2 separate regions of the Mus musculus genome follow, and region 1 is linked to region 2. The links are chromatin contacts, called in public Hi-C maps. All regions are on one chromosome and are shown on one strand. The core of a region is the stretch at or near the end of the contact, and the rest is flanking DNA. Distances in the headings are between cores, read along the strand shown. Region 1 overlaps Chd2 (chromodomain helicase DNA binding protein 2). Region 2 overlaps Fam169b (family with sequence similarity 169, member B).

Evidence for each region. Hi-C and Micro-C count contacts between places; a contact is called where the count stands out from the background.
Region 1: a Hi-C map of CD8 T cells shows a contact between it and region 2, with 4 times the contacts expected there. The contact joins two enhancer-like sites. A contact is called at or near these places in 1 of 484 Hi-C or Micro-C datasets (CD8 T cells) and 1 of 115 datasets of contacts at active chromatin or transcription factors (embryonic stem cells).

What each region holds. Positions count from the first base shown.
Region 1 is chr7:73,534,878-73,541,497 of GRCm38.p6, forward strand. Chd2 (chromodomain helicase DNA binding protein 2) reads right to left here. Exons shown (of 39, transcript NM_001081345.2): 1 at 6,369-6,620; 2 at 5,895-6,027. The coding sequence starts at 5,956. Chaserr (CHD2 adjacent suppressive regulatory RNA) reads right to left here. Exons shown (of 5, transcript NR_037569.1): 5 at 4,921-6,620. Among named protein-coding and RNA genes, the nearest start is that of Chd2, 3.6 kb to the right of the region's middle. Within about 2 kb of position 3,019, at least 407 of the 459 cell types and tissues checked have an H3K27ac peak or open chromatin away from gene starts, as enhancers often do. A contact at or near this core is called in CD8 T cells, where this site is marked.
Region 2 is chr7:68,284,416-68,291,061 of GRCm38.p6, forward strand. The region is part of intron 1 of Fam169b (family with sequence similarity 169, member B); the gene reads left to right. Among named protein-coding and RNA genes, the nearest start is that of Gm16157, 11 kb to the left of the region's middle. Within about 2 kb of position 1,711, at least 72 of the 459 cell types and tissues checked have an H3K27ac peak or open chromatin away from gene starts, as enhancers often do. A contact at or near this core is called in CD8 T cells, where this site is marked.

The DNA.
Region 1 (6,620 bases), core at 1,769-4,268, 5.3 Mb after region 2:
ATGCTGGTTATGTATTTCAGAAAGGCCTAATCCTCATGTCATAATTTGAGCTCAAATATTTCCAGCATAGCTTTGCAGAAGTGCCTGGCCCAGTGTCACCTAATCAACTAAGGATTAGGGATCAGAGGTCACAGCATGCACATAAACAAAGGTAACCACAGTGCTAAACTGCTGATTTTAAAAAGGAAAGCAGCCTCAGGGCATTTGATGCTTGGGTCAAATAGTTTTAGTCTGGCTTTTCTTTTTCCCCTTAATAATGTCTTTAAAGTTCCAAAACAAGTAATAGTTGGTACCATTGGAGAGACTGCCTGATCATGCTGGAAAGGATGAGGTAATACACAGCAGCGTGACAATCACTGAAGATAAGCAAGCTACAAGTGGTTTCTATTGGTATGCAAAAGTAACTCTAACTTGGGTGTAGGGCAAGTGTTTAAACAGTTTCTTTGTTCAAGTAATGCTCCTCAAGAAAGCTTTACAACTCAAGAAAGGAGCTCTAAAGTAGTCAGGCAAAGCTAAAGCACTAAAGATCTTCAGTAGTAGCTGCCAAATTTTGAGATGGTATGAATGTGGACCTCAGGTGATCTTAGTAACTATGTGGTGCCAAGTTAGACAGCTGGGCTGAACACCGCAGTAAAGTATGCACAGTTCAAATAAAATTATACATTTAGTCCTCAAACAATTAGCTTGCAAAACATATCAAATATTGTTTGCAAACCTCTATTAACTGCACCTTTGTATCTGAGTTTGGAATCTCAGGTATGGAGGCCCAGTCTGAAACTCTACACAGCTGAGGATGGCCTTGAACTTCTTATTCTCCAGGATCCACATCCCAACCAGATACAAACATTTCAGGTATGTCACAGCCAGTGTGGGAAATTAGGACTCAAACCCAGGGGCTTCATACAGACTATCAAGTTAGCCACCTCTCCCAACCCCCACTGACTTAATCTATAATAGAGCCCAAAAAAACATTACAAAGTACAAGGGTTTTGTTTTGTTTTGCCGGGACTTGTTTTGGTTCTTCAAGACAGGGCTTTTCAATGTCCTGGAACTCCCTCGGTAGACCAGGCTGTCCTCAAACTCAGATATCTGCCTACCTTTGCCTCCTGAGAAGCTGGAACTAAAGTCAAGTGTCACCAAAGCTCACCAAAGTCCAAATTTTATTAGTCAAATCACACACACATTTCTTGGCATATCCTGACGTATTTACGCAGGGTGTTAAAAAAAAAAAAAAGGGTCAAAGGGCAGACCTAAAGTAATATTTTGCTACATTCACTGGCTCCACTTGGAATCAGCTCCTAAATCAGCAGACCAGTGATGATAATACACACAAACCTGTTCAGTGCAGTACCTAGGCTGAAGATATCTTCCATAAAGCTGTTTATTCTCTCTCATAAACACAATGCAATGTTGGCTACAAGCAAACACTAAAACCTAATACTAATATAATTTAATTCTAATACACCAAAATGCAAGATGGAATTACTACCTTCCTTCTAGTGTCAACATACTTTTATTTTTGTTGCTGTTATTTAGTAATCCCTTTAAAATGTATTGAAACCAGGAAATACAGAATCACTTTACAAAACATAGATCTCTAAGGACATTAAGCATTTTGTGCACAATAGCCATGAATAAATTTTTCTGCGTAGTTCTTTTGCGTAACAATCTTAAAATCCCTAATTTACTAAGAATTTCGCCTAAACAACCAAGATTAAGGAAAATCTATAAAATCCATTACAGGGAATTGGTCCTTTCATAAACACCCATAAAAACATTTCTAGGTACATTGAAGCCCATACCATTTTTAAAACTGTCTTCACTGTATAGCCCTGGTTGTCCTGGAGCTGTTTGCAGACCAGACAGACTGGCTTTGAACTCACAGGTCTGCCTCCCTCTGCCACTTACTGCGTGAAAGGTACATGCCACCACACTCTGTTGCCCATATTTAAAGTATAATCTACTGAATTGCTAATGGTGTCTCCTAAGGAATAGTTTAATAGTTCTAAACTATACTGGAATGAAGAATATTTAAGTAAACAAAGAGATGTACTAACACTGCTTTTTCTTCGAGGTCAAATTCATTATTCATGAGTTAATTTGGAGCCATAGTTGGTAAACTATTTTTAAAAATAAATTCTTACAAGGGACCCCAAACAAGGCAGGAAATGAGCAGCCACACAGAAGTTTACCAGAAATGAACTAAAGGGAGACTACAGCCAAGGCATTTCAAGACCTTACCAAGTAATTTCTACTACCAATTAAGGTTGAGTCTTAGCCAGTGCCCCTAACACTTTAGTAGTTTGCGGACACTGAACAGTTTTGTATTGCCTAATGCACTGATACTTGTAGTTATAATATAAGTAAACGTCCCTAGAACATTTCTTTAACTACCCCACTGCGATTCTTACAAACCACTAGAGATACTGACCTGAGTTTTTCTTCCTCAAATGTCAATTGAGAAAATGTTTGATACCAAGTGAAAATGCACGGGGACAAGCTCAAATGTTCTTCCCTTGGTTTATGAGCCATGTATGACAGAGCTTAAACACCCGTTAAGGCCATTGAATTAAAAACATTACACTCACACTGAACTGCTTTCAACCAATGGGAACAAAATGAAACTCACTAATCTCCTTACACAGAACGAGGGACTAAACGGGAGAAAACGCACCGGAACATTAAAAAAAAATTTTTTTTAAGGCGAAACTGTAAATAAAAAGACCTAGCGTACTACTACTTGGAGATTTACGATTACTGTGTCTTTTCTCCAAAAGAGGATAAACATTCCAAGGACGGGCTCGGGAACACACTAGGGTGTGGTGTGGACCACAACACGCCAGGCCTAAAGACAGCAAGGATCCAAATCGGTCCGGAAAGAAGCCGCCCACCGGAAAGTCCCGACCAAAATTCCCTTCCTCTGCCCCGCCCCCGGCGCTAGCCGAGCCCATAGAGGAAGCAGCAGACCGACGCACGAGGCCACGCGTCACCGCGTTCTCCCGCCCACTCCGTCTGACGTCAAGGGGCGGGACCAGCCCGACGGCGCCACCGTTGACCCTGCTGTTACCAGGCGCTCACACAGCCAATCAGCACTCGCCGCAAGCGCCGGCCGGCCTTTGAACTCCGCACAGCAACTTCCTGCTGTTTGGCGAGTACACAGTGCAATGCAGTATGTCTGTCAGCGCTGCGGCACAAAGGAACAGCCATTTTGTGACTGAGCTGGACTTGCACCAAGATGCCAGGGCCTCCGAGAACTGCTGCCTGCGCCAACTACCGAGCTGCCTTTTATTTCATCATCAGAGTACTTATGGGAACGTGGGGAAAAGGATGTTCTGATATTAGGTTTGTTTTCAGCGTTCTTAAAAATTCGATTTTTTAAAAGTATTATTATCAGCGTCATAAAATGGCTGCCACTTAAAACTGCCTGTCCCAGTACACAAACACTGCTCATGCCTTTTCTAATCATCCCTGCCTTACAAGGCTAGCGAAAAACGTTAAGATTTACCCACACCTCTGGATACCAAAATATGGCTCAAAGGCAAGACAATTTTTAGATAGATATTTAATTTTCAATTTAGAAATGCCATGTGCTAGAACATGTGCATTCCTTCCCCCCTGGTTTCCTTCCGTTCCTGGATATAACTTAAGTGTTTGGCATACTTTTTATGTCCATCACTAAGACTACTGTATTTAAAAATTTACAAATATGAACTGTTTAAAATTGCATTCTTAAAAAGTAAAAACTTATCTCCAAAAATCGTGATATACAAAGCACATTAGACTTCTGCATTAACTTTAAAAAATGCAATACACATAATCACTATTTTAAAAGTATAGTGCTTGTTTCAAAAACAGGAAAACTTAAAACTTTTGCTGATCGCAGTCTCTCAAGTGTATTTGATCTGAAAGCAATTCCTTTCAATCCCTGCAGTATCAGGCTGCAAAGGTGGTGGTTTTAGTTGTGTTCCCTAAACACTATTTTTTCAAAAATTAATTCTCTACAGTGTCAACCTACTGGATGACACAGGAACACCTAGCTACACAAGGGCAACATAAATTTCAACTCCGGAGAAATATCATCACACAAAACACAAACATTCTTTAAACTTTACAATCTTTAAAGGAAGTGATGTCATAACTGTATACATGCATTAATAATGTATATAACTTAAGAGTAACAGTAATTTAAAAGTAACTCCATCTTCAACAAGTCTGGAGTATTCTGGACATTCATCAAATATATGATTTAAAGTATACTTGGCAAAAACAGTAAAAACCTGCTTCTTGTTTTGACTAAAGGAATTAAATGCATCACAATGCCCAAGTTATTACCCAAATAATACTAAGTTTATTCAAAGACATCACTTCAAGAGTTAGAGCAGTCTGATCAATGAAACAAAAAACCTTGCATAAGAAAGCCAAAACCCTGGTGAGAATATGCAAATCATATACTCAAGGGGGTAACAAGTCTAACTCTGGGTCTTTCCTGACTGTCAAATGCATTGAAGCTTCCTATGCCTTCACACTGTGGCTTTCCAGAGAATTCGTCTTGCATTAGAAGCTTTCTGTCCTTGACCCAGTAATGACAAAAGCAACTTAAAAGAGATCCAAAATTGTAACTACTCAATTTGTATAGAAATTTGGAAATGTATTTTTTAACGCAAGGCTCAAAATATTTTTAGTAAAGAGTAAACTCATCAATTTGTAAAAAACTATATTCCACACTTCAAAATTTAAAAGCTAATTTAAACAAGAATTTTATGTAAAATTATAAAGTAAAATCAAAATTGGATCATATACCAATCACATTCTTGTTAGCTGCATGATTTTAAAACTATGACATGACAATTCTTAAGAACACATCCAGAAATGCATTCACATTTTTAAATTAACATAAAGATACAGTCATACAACAAAAAATATCTTATATGCTTTATTACTTCAGCCACTGATAAGCTACTTCAAAGAATGAAGGAGAAATCATGATTTAAACAAACAGCACATTAAAAAGCTTCAGAAGAGAAAGCATTACAGGACACTGTCAAAATAAATGGATACATTTAAAGCAGCACCAACTAAAACATAAGGATAAAATAAAATACAATTATTATCAACCAGAAAGAACTGTCTTAATATACACAAACATAAACCTTGTAATATTTTAAGCATAAAAAATACAATTACATTGCCATAGTAACAAACACAAAGCTTAAGTATTAATAGCATTCCAAAATTTTTGTGGTTACAGATTTAATGATCTCAGGAACTATTTATTAAGGTTTTGATAAGTCATAAAAAAAATTTTAATTGTCACGTGTATCAAAAGAAACAATCAAAAATATAAACTGAAAGGCATCAGTCAAGGGGTCCTATTTGTGATTGTGTTTTTAAATGTACATTTTTTCATTCATATAACTTTCTCAAATGTCTATTTACTATAATTTACTACTACCAGGCTGCTCTATGGCCCTCGGTTACAAGTTTGAATATCCCAGATTCTTCAAAGAAAAAAATTTGCCTTGTATGTAAAATGGTGCAATGCAGCAATGGCTAAACAGACAAGGTCATTTTTCTGCAGCATGAAAACCTAAAACCTGAAAATTTACTGACAGAAAAACTACAGTTTCTAGGAAAGGCCCCTCCGGAGAAAAGTACATTACCTTCTGAATGCTGTAAGAGGCCTTAAGTCACAACTCAACTTTCATAAATTGATACCAAAAAATCAGGGTGTGGCATGTTAGCAATCTCAAGGTCACGCTTTAAAAACCAACCCAAGTTAGAAAATTCTTGAAATACAGACAGCAATCCATGTCTGTCAAAGTAAACAAGTGTAAGCTGAGGTTTCCCGAAAAAAAAAAAAAAAGAAAGAAAGAAAGAAAGTTGATAGCTCATACCTCGATGCATTGCTGTGTAGCGAACTGTCCTCCTCTTGGCTTTTGTCCTTATTTCTCATCATCTTTTAATTCTTAAATATTAAGGGGGAGGGGGAATCTGTGTTTGCTTTGAAGTCCTGTGCCCAGGTATTTACTGTCAAAAGTTGAAAGAAAGGTGAGGTCCCAGCTTCTGCGGATGGTTTTATTATCAGGAACAAAGTCCTGACGATGTTAGCGATATTCATGTAATGCAACAACGATAAACACCAGAAAAACAAAATATTTCTATTTTTCCGTTTTAAAATGAGAGGGGGATAAACTGAACGACAGAAGCATCACTATCAATAAGGAAAGTTTCTCAAAAGTAACACACTGGATACAAATAACAATCTCTCTATCTTATTGCGTCATCCAGGAATTTCTCATATTTACAGTAAATAAAGCCAAGTTCAACATTAATTTTTTTAAAATTATCACTGATTATCATGGACTTACCTGATCCATGTAGTAGGTCCAAAGCAAGAGTCCTATCTAGTAGTAGAAAAATATCCGATCCAAAATAATTTTTAAAAACGCAAAATTCTCCGTTAAAAAACAAAAAGTAAATGAAATAATCCTCAAATATGTTGACTTGTCAAAAAATAAAGCAATAATTAATACTAAAACAGGTCCGGAAGGGGAAAAAAAAACCTCATTAGGAGAGCGCACAAAAATGGAGGTGCGCCATGGCTTCTAAGCTGGAAAAAA
Region 2 (6,646 bases), core at 461-2,960:
ATGTACAGACTGGAGGACCACAAGCAGGAACTTGGACAGTGTTTGTACCTCCAAGTAACATGTTTCATATGTAAGAGATGGAGAACAACTGAAGTGCCCTTTGTGACAAAATGTTCTCAACAAAGGTCTTCATTGGGCTGTGAATGAAGAAGTGCAGCTACAACAGGGATGAACTCTGAAGCCAGTGTGCTTAATGAAACGAGTCAGCTGCAAATGGCAAAGGCTGGGTGGTCCCACTTGGACGACTGTACCTTAATAGTCAAACTCCGGAGCTGGGGCGTGTACTGGCTGCAGGGCGCTGGAGAAGTGTTAGAATCCGGAATGTGGAGGGTGCTCTTTCGGTCTGAGATGGGGGAGGAGTAGTGAGGACGGCACAGTGGTACAGATGTGCTTACAGTCCCACAACTGTACATGGCCAAATGGTAACCACAATGAAACTATCTGAAATAATTATGGAGATGTATTGTGATTCCCATTAAAAACTAAACTTGAAGGCAGAGGCCAGATACTCCGTCCAACCCCCTCCCCTGCCTGCAACAATGTTTCTCTGTGTAATAAGCCCTGCCTGGCCTAGAACTCATTCTGTAGACTAAACTGTCCTTGAACTCAGAGACCCACCTGCCTCCGGATTGCTGGGATTAAAGGCCACGCCTGGTGAAGTTCATTTACTGGCTCAGTGGTTAAGAGCACTGACTGGTTTTTCCAGAGGTCCTGAGTTCAAATCCCAGCAACAGGTGGTGGCTCACAACCATCTGTAATGAGATCTGATGCCCTCTTCTGCTGTGTCTGAAGGCAGCGGCAGTGTAGCTGAAGAACTTGCACTAGTGTAGGTAGCCCATGAAAATGGAAGTAGAATATTCCTTTTTTCTTTTATGACTGGCTTATTGCCCTCAGTGCAGTGGCCTCAAGTTCTGTTCACGTCAGTTGCCCCTAAATTCCCTTCCCTTTTAAAGCTGAACTACATCCCATGCTGTGTGTGTAGAGCACCTCTCCTCTGCCAGTGGACGCTGGAGTTGCCTTTTGCTTTGGTCTTTTGTGACCAGTGTTTCTATGAATAGTTTGCAAGTTCAGCATCCTCAGAACTAGGGCCGCCATGAACTGACATTTAAAGTGAGTGGTTGATTCAATATTAATTAGTAGGGAGACCTGGTGAGCTAGCTCGACTGTTGAGACTAACCACTGCTGATGCAGAGGGCCTGGGTTTGACTCCTAGCACCTGGCCTGACTCGTAACTATCTGTAACCCAAGTCCCAGCGGTTCTCATGCCCTCTTCTGGCCTCTGTGGACATCAGGTATAGATGTAGGCGAATACTTAATACCTACAAAATAAAAAGCTTTAAAATGGTGGGAGGCGAGTCATCAGAGCTCTGCAGGAAATCTCAAGGTCTGGATTTGAGTTTTTACTTCATTACTAATTAACCTTTGAATCTCTTTTCCCTCACTGGACAAACGGTCAGTGCACTGTGCTTTATGGACTCTGTGGGGTTGATACACATTTCACACAAGTTGTACGCGTAAAAGCCCTTTGGAAACTGGGTCCCTCTGCCAGTGTGAGGTTTCACCAGGACTTTGATGTGATCACGTGAAAACACACCACTACCCTTCCCCCATCCTCTCATACTTTAGAAACATTGTTTATCCAAAAAACCCCCACAAGATATCATGTTTCCTTTCTATTCCGTCACAGTAACACAGTAACAGTAACTCCATGCAAGCATCAGCATTCTGCTTCCTGTACTTCTCAGCCTTAATTTAGACACACAAGTCTGGCACTCTGTAAAAGGCAGTTATCGAGGTGCGCTTCCAGTTGTTGAGAAGCAGATGTTTCCCCTTAGCAAATCCTCTCAGGTCAGAGGAGCCTGTTGAACTCTGCGATGGCTGTTCCTGCTTGTCAACTCCACCCGGAATGAGCTGCAATCCAAAAACAGAGGGCACACCTGTGATCCAGATCTTGGAACTGGAAGAGACAGGTCTTTGATCCAGATCTTGAGGAACAGTGGCCATGATGGGCTAGGCTCAGGCAAGGTGGTACACGCCTTTAATTCCAGGAGACAGAGGCAAGTGGATCTCTGAATTAAAAAAAAAAAAAAAAAAAAAGCTTAGGTCCAGGCCTGGTGGTACACATCTTTAATCTGGGCCACACCTTCTGCTGGAGGCCTACAGAAGGACAATGGAAGAAGGAAGGGTTTATTCTTCGCCAGTTTGCACTTGCTGGCCAGCACATCTGTTGGAACCTTCTTCAGGATTCCAGCTTGTACAGAAGACCAGCTGAGACACTTAGCCTCATGGGACTGAGCGACTTCTAGATTCTTGGACTTCCTATTCACAGCTGCCCATTGTTGGGTTAGTTGGACTGCAGACTGTTAGTCATTCCAGTAAGTTTTGTGACTCTAGAGAACCCCGACTAATACAAACTCCACCTATTCTCAGGGGCTGCCCATCAGAACGATGAGCCAAGTTCTTGAGCAGTGGGGCTGCAGCTGAGTCCATAACCCGGCTTCCTCACTGAGACTCTGGGTTCCTTCCTCTCTACCCACTTGCTCTTCACGAAACTCACATGCAGGCTAGAAAGCCATTTGTTCCTCTTCAGAAGTTTATTTAAAATGTAACAGGTGAAGACCCGTAGGGGATGTGGTTTTTGTATAGAAGTGCCTGAAGTCACTAGGAGAGCCCTGATGTTTGGTTGGGTCTGAGAACTGTCATCTATTGGCATACAATGAATGCATCACAGTGGTGAGAGGTTATTTTTCTTTGTCCTTTGGGTCCTGGGAGATATGTGGTTCTAGTTCCACGCTGAGCAATTGTCCTACCACAGGGCTCCTTTTCCGTCTTCAGGACTGCCACACACACACACACACACACACACACACACACGCGCGCGCGCGCGCGCACGCGCACACGCACACACGCACATGCACACACACACATGCACACACGCACACGCTCCGTCTTACTGATACTAGGGTATTTTCATGTTTTTAGTGATTAAACTCAGAATGTTAAGACTGGGGTTTTCTGCTCTTACTCTGTTGCTCTCTTACTCTCTTTCCCTCTTACCTTATTCCTCTCTGTCCTTTCTCCCCCTATTCCTCTCCCCCCTCTCTCTACATGGTCTTGGCAAGCCTCTACTCCTCTTGTCTCTCTCCTTTCTCTCTGCCTCTACTCTCCTCCCAATTCTACTTCCCATGCCCTAAATAAACTTTATTCTCTACCATATGTATGTATATATACACACAACCGTGTGTGTGTGTGTGTGTATATACACATACATATATACAGACTCAGGCTTTCTGTCTTGTCCTGTGGGTATGACAAACCCCCTCTCCCTTTCCAGCAAAGCCCAGACAAATAGTAACCTCACAGGTGACCAGCTGGGACCAAGTGGCTCCATGTCTCATGGGTGAGGAACTTGCACTTGTAGCAGCTGTGACCGGGAGGCCTTTCTATTCATATAGAAGTAGCTACTGGAGATGCTATTTCCTGTTCTCTGTCCTCCTTCTCAGGGATTCCATATATGTCACTGAATATGACACTTCCTTGAATGTTAAAGGAACAGAATGCTACAGTCTCAAATAATATATTTTTTAAAGTTTATTTTTCTTTGTTATTGGATTTTTTTATTAGATATTTACTTTATTTATATTTCAAATGTTGTCCTCTTTCTTGGTTTCCCCTCCGAAAATCCCCTATCCCTTCCCCCCACAGCCTGCTCACCAACCCACTCACACCTGCTTCCTGGCCCTGGCATTCCCCTACACTGGGGCATAGAGCCTTCACAGGACCATGGGCCTTTCCTCCCATTGACTAGGCCGCCCTCTGCTACATATGCAGCTGGAGCCGTGCGTCCCTCCATGTGTACTCTTTGGTTGGTGATTTAGTCCCTGGGAGCTCTGGGGGTAGTGGTTAGTTCATATTGTTGTTCCTCCTATGGGGCTGCAACCCCTTCAGCTCCTTGGGTCCTTTCTCTAGCTCCTTCATTGGGGACCCTGTGCTCTGTCCTATGGTTGGCTGCGAGGATCCACCTCTGTATTTGTCAGGCACTGGTGGATCCTCTCTGGAGATGGCAGTAACAGGCTTCCGTCAGTAAACACTTGTTGGTATCCACAAGAGTATCTGGGTTTGGCGATTGTATATGGGATGGATCCTCAGGTGGGGCAGTCTCTGGACCACCATTCTTTTAGTCTCTGCTCTACACTTTGTATCTGTAACTCCTTTCATGGGTATTTTGTTTCCCCTTCTAAGAAGGATCGAAGTATCTGCACTTTGATCTTCCTTCTTCTTGAGTTTCATGTGGTCTGTGAATTGGATCTTGGGTATTCCAAGCTTCTGGGCTAATTAATATCCACTTATCAGTGAGTGCATACCATGTGTGTTCTTTTGTGATTGGATTAACTCACTTGGGATGATGCTTTCTAGTTCCATCCATTTGCCTAAGAATTTCATAAATTCATTGTTTTTAATAAGCTGAGTTAAAAGTTTATTTTCTGTGTGTATGTATTATGTGCGTTTGTGAATGCCAGTGTGCACATGCCAGGGCACATGTGTGCACATGCCAGGGCACACATGTGTGAACATGCCAGGGCACATGTGTGCACATGCCAGGGCACACATGTGAAGGTCAGAGGACAACTTTTGAGAGTTAGATCCAGAACTTGACCTCTGGTCACCAGGCACTCTCAGCAAGCATTTTTACCTGCTTGGTCCTCTTGCTGGCTCTTCTCAGGGGAAAAATGGTTTTATGCTGTTCATCTGCACTGTTATTCAGGTTACAAGACTTAAAGACCTTCATATTAAAAGCAGTTAGAGGCTGGAGGGAGGGCTTACAGGGGAGAGCGCTTGCTGCACTGGTATCATACAGATCTGAAGCACACCCCGGCACCCCGGTGCCCGCGTGAAAGCTGAATGTGGCTGTGCACATGCCTGTAATCTCAGCACTGGAGGGTGCAAACATGGATCATTTTGAATGACTGCTGTCCATCTGCCTAGCTTCAGAACCATCGAGAGGCTGGAATAGAGCGAAGACTGATTGATAGAGCAAGACATCCAATGTCCTTCCCTGGGCGGCTAAGCGTGCACCCCAGAAACGTGAACTTACAGCATGCAATAACCAAGCTTTACTGGAAAGGGAGAGGAGCTTTGTCATACACCCAGGACAAGACACACACATACACACACACACACACACATACACACACACATACACACACATACATACACACACACATACACACACACACATACACACACACACATACACACACACATACACACACACATACACACACACATACACACACACACATACACACACATACACGCACACACACACATACACACACACACATACACACACATACACACACACATACACACACACACACACAGCAATTAGGAGCTGAAACATTCTTATATCAGAACTATCACTGCAAGGTAGGAAGATTTAGCAGATTCTGGCAATAGCTAAGTTTCTAAAGTTATCTGCGAGAGAATTAGAAACCCTGTATTTATATAACCAACACTCATAATGAAGTTGTTCAAACCCTTGCTTCATCCTATTGCATTAGCTACTAATGAGAGCTAGTCACAGGTAACTCTTTCCTAACACCAAGGTGTTATATATTGCTTATTTCATTACAAAACAAAACCAGGACCATGTAAACGTTTGCGTGGGTGTCACATAAAGTCATCTGCATATTTTACCGTCTTAGATGAGGGACAAGCGATTGTTCTCAGTTGAGGCATTGACAAGTTGCAAGTTGGCCAATATTAATCATGCGACAACAGAGCAACAGGCAGCCTGTCAATCACCAGGGAATAAAACCCACTGCCAGCCACCTGCAGACCTTCCACAGCGCCTCCTTGACAACTTTGCTCATCTGCTCAAAAATTCTAACATATTCTACATTCTGTCTTCCAACTTAAAAAAAAAAAAAAAAAGAACTTTGCTAAGAATATTTTGGCAATCAGATGCTTTTCAAAAAACAACAAAAATATCCAAGTGTTTATTGGCCTCACCTTCTGTTCTCTACTTTATTGGAAAGAGATGTACTGTGGCACCATTGACAGATGCCTTTTCTGGTGGCAGGTTCTTTGTGGTCTGACTCTGGACTCAGACTCTTGCCTGTTTGCCATCTGTAATAGGGATGGGCCCTTCCCCTCTTGCATTTTTTCAAACACTGTTCTCCAAGGTATGTTCTGTCATCTGGCAAATGGCACCCTGGGACCAGAGTCCCTTGTTAGCTGAGTTTGGGATATAAACCTGAATGCTGCGAAATTTTCTTTCTCTCATCCTTCCCTTCTGCCCTTCCTTCCTTCCTTCCTTCCTTCCTTCCTTCCTTCCTTCCTTCCTTCCTTCCTTCTTTCTTCTTCCTCCTCCTCCTCATTTGTTTGTTTGTTTTTTGCTTTTGAGACAGTGTTTCATTGTGTAGCCATGGCTGGCCTGGAACTCCACCTGTAGGCCAATCTTTTCTCAAACTCATAGAGCTCTCCCTGTTTCTGCCTCCTGAGTATTGGGATTTAAAGGCACGTGCTACTGTTGCCTGGCCTGCTACAAAATTTCTAACAGTACTTGGTTGCTGATGGGACTCCCAGGCATGGGCTCAGAGTCACCTTCCCTAAACATGCTGGCATTAGAATCCCACCTTGT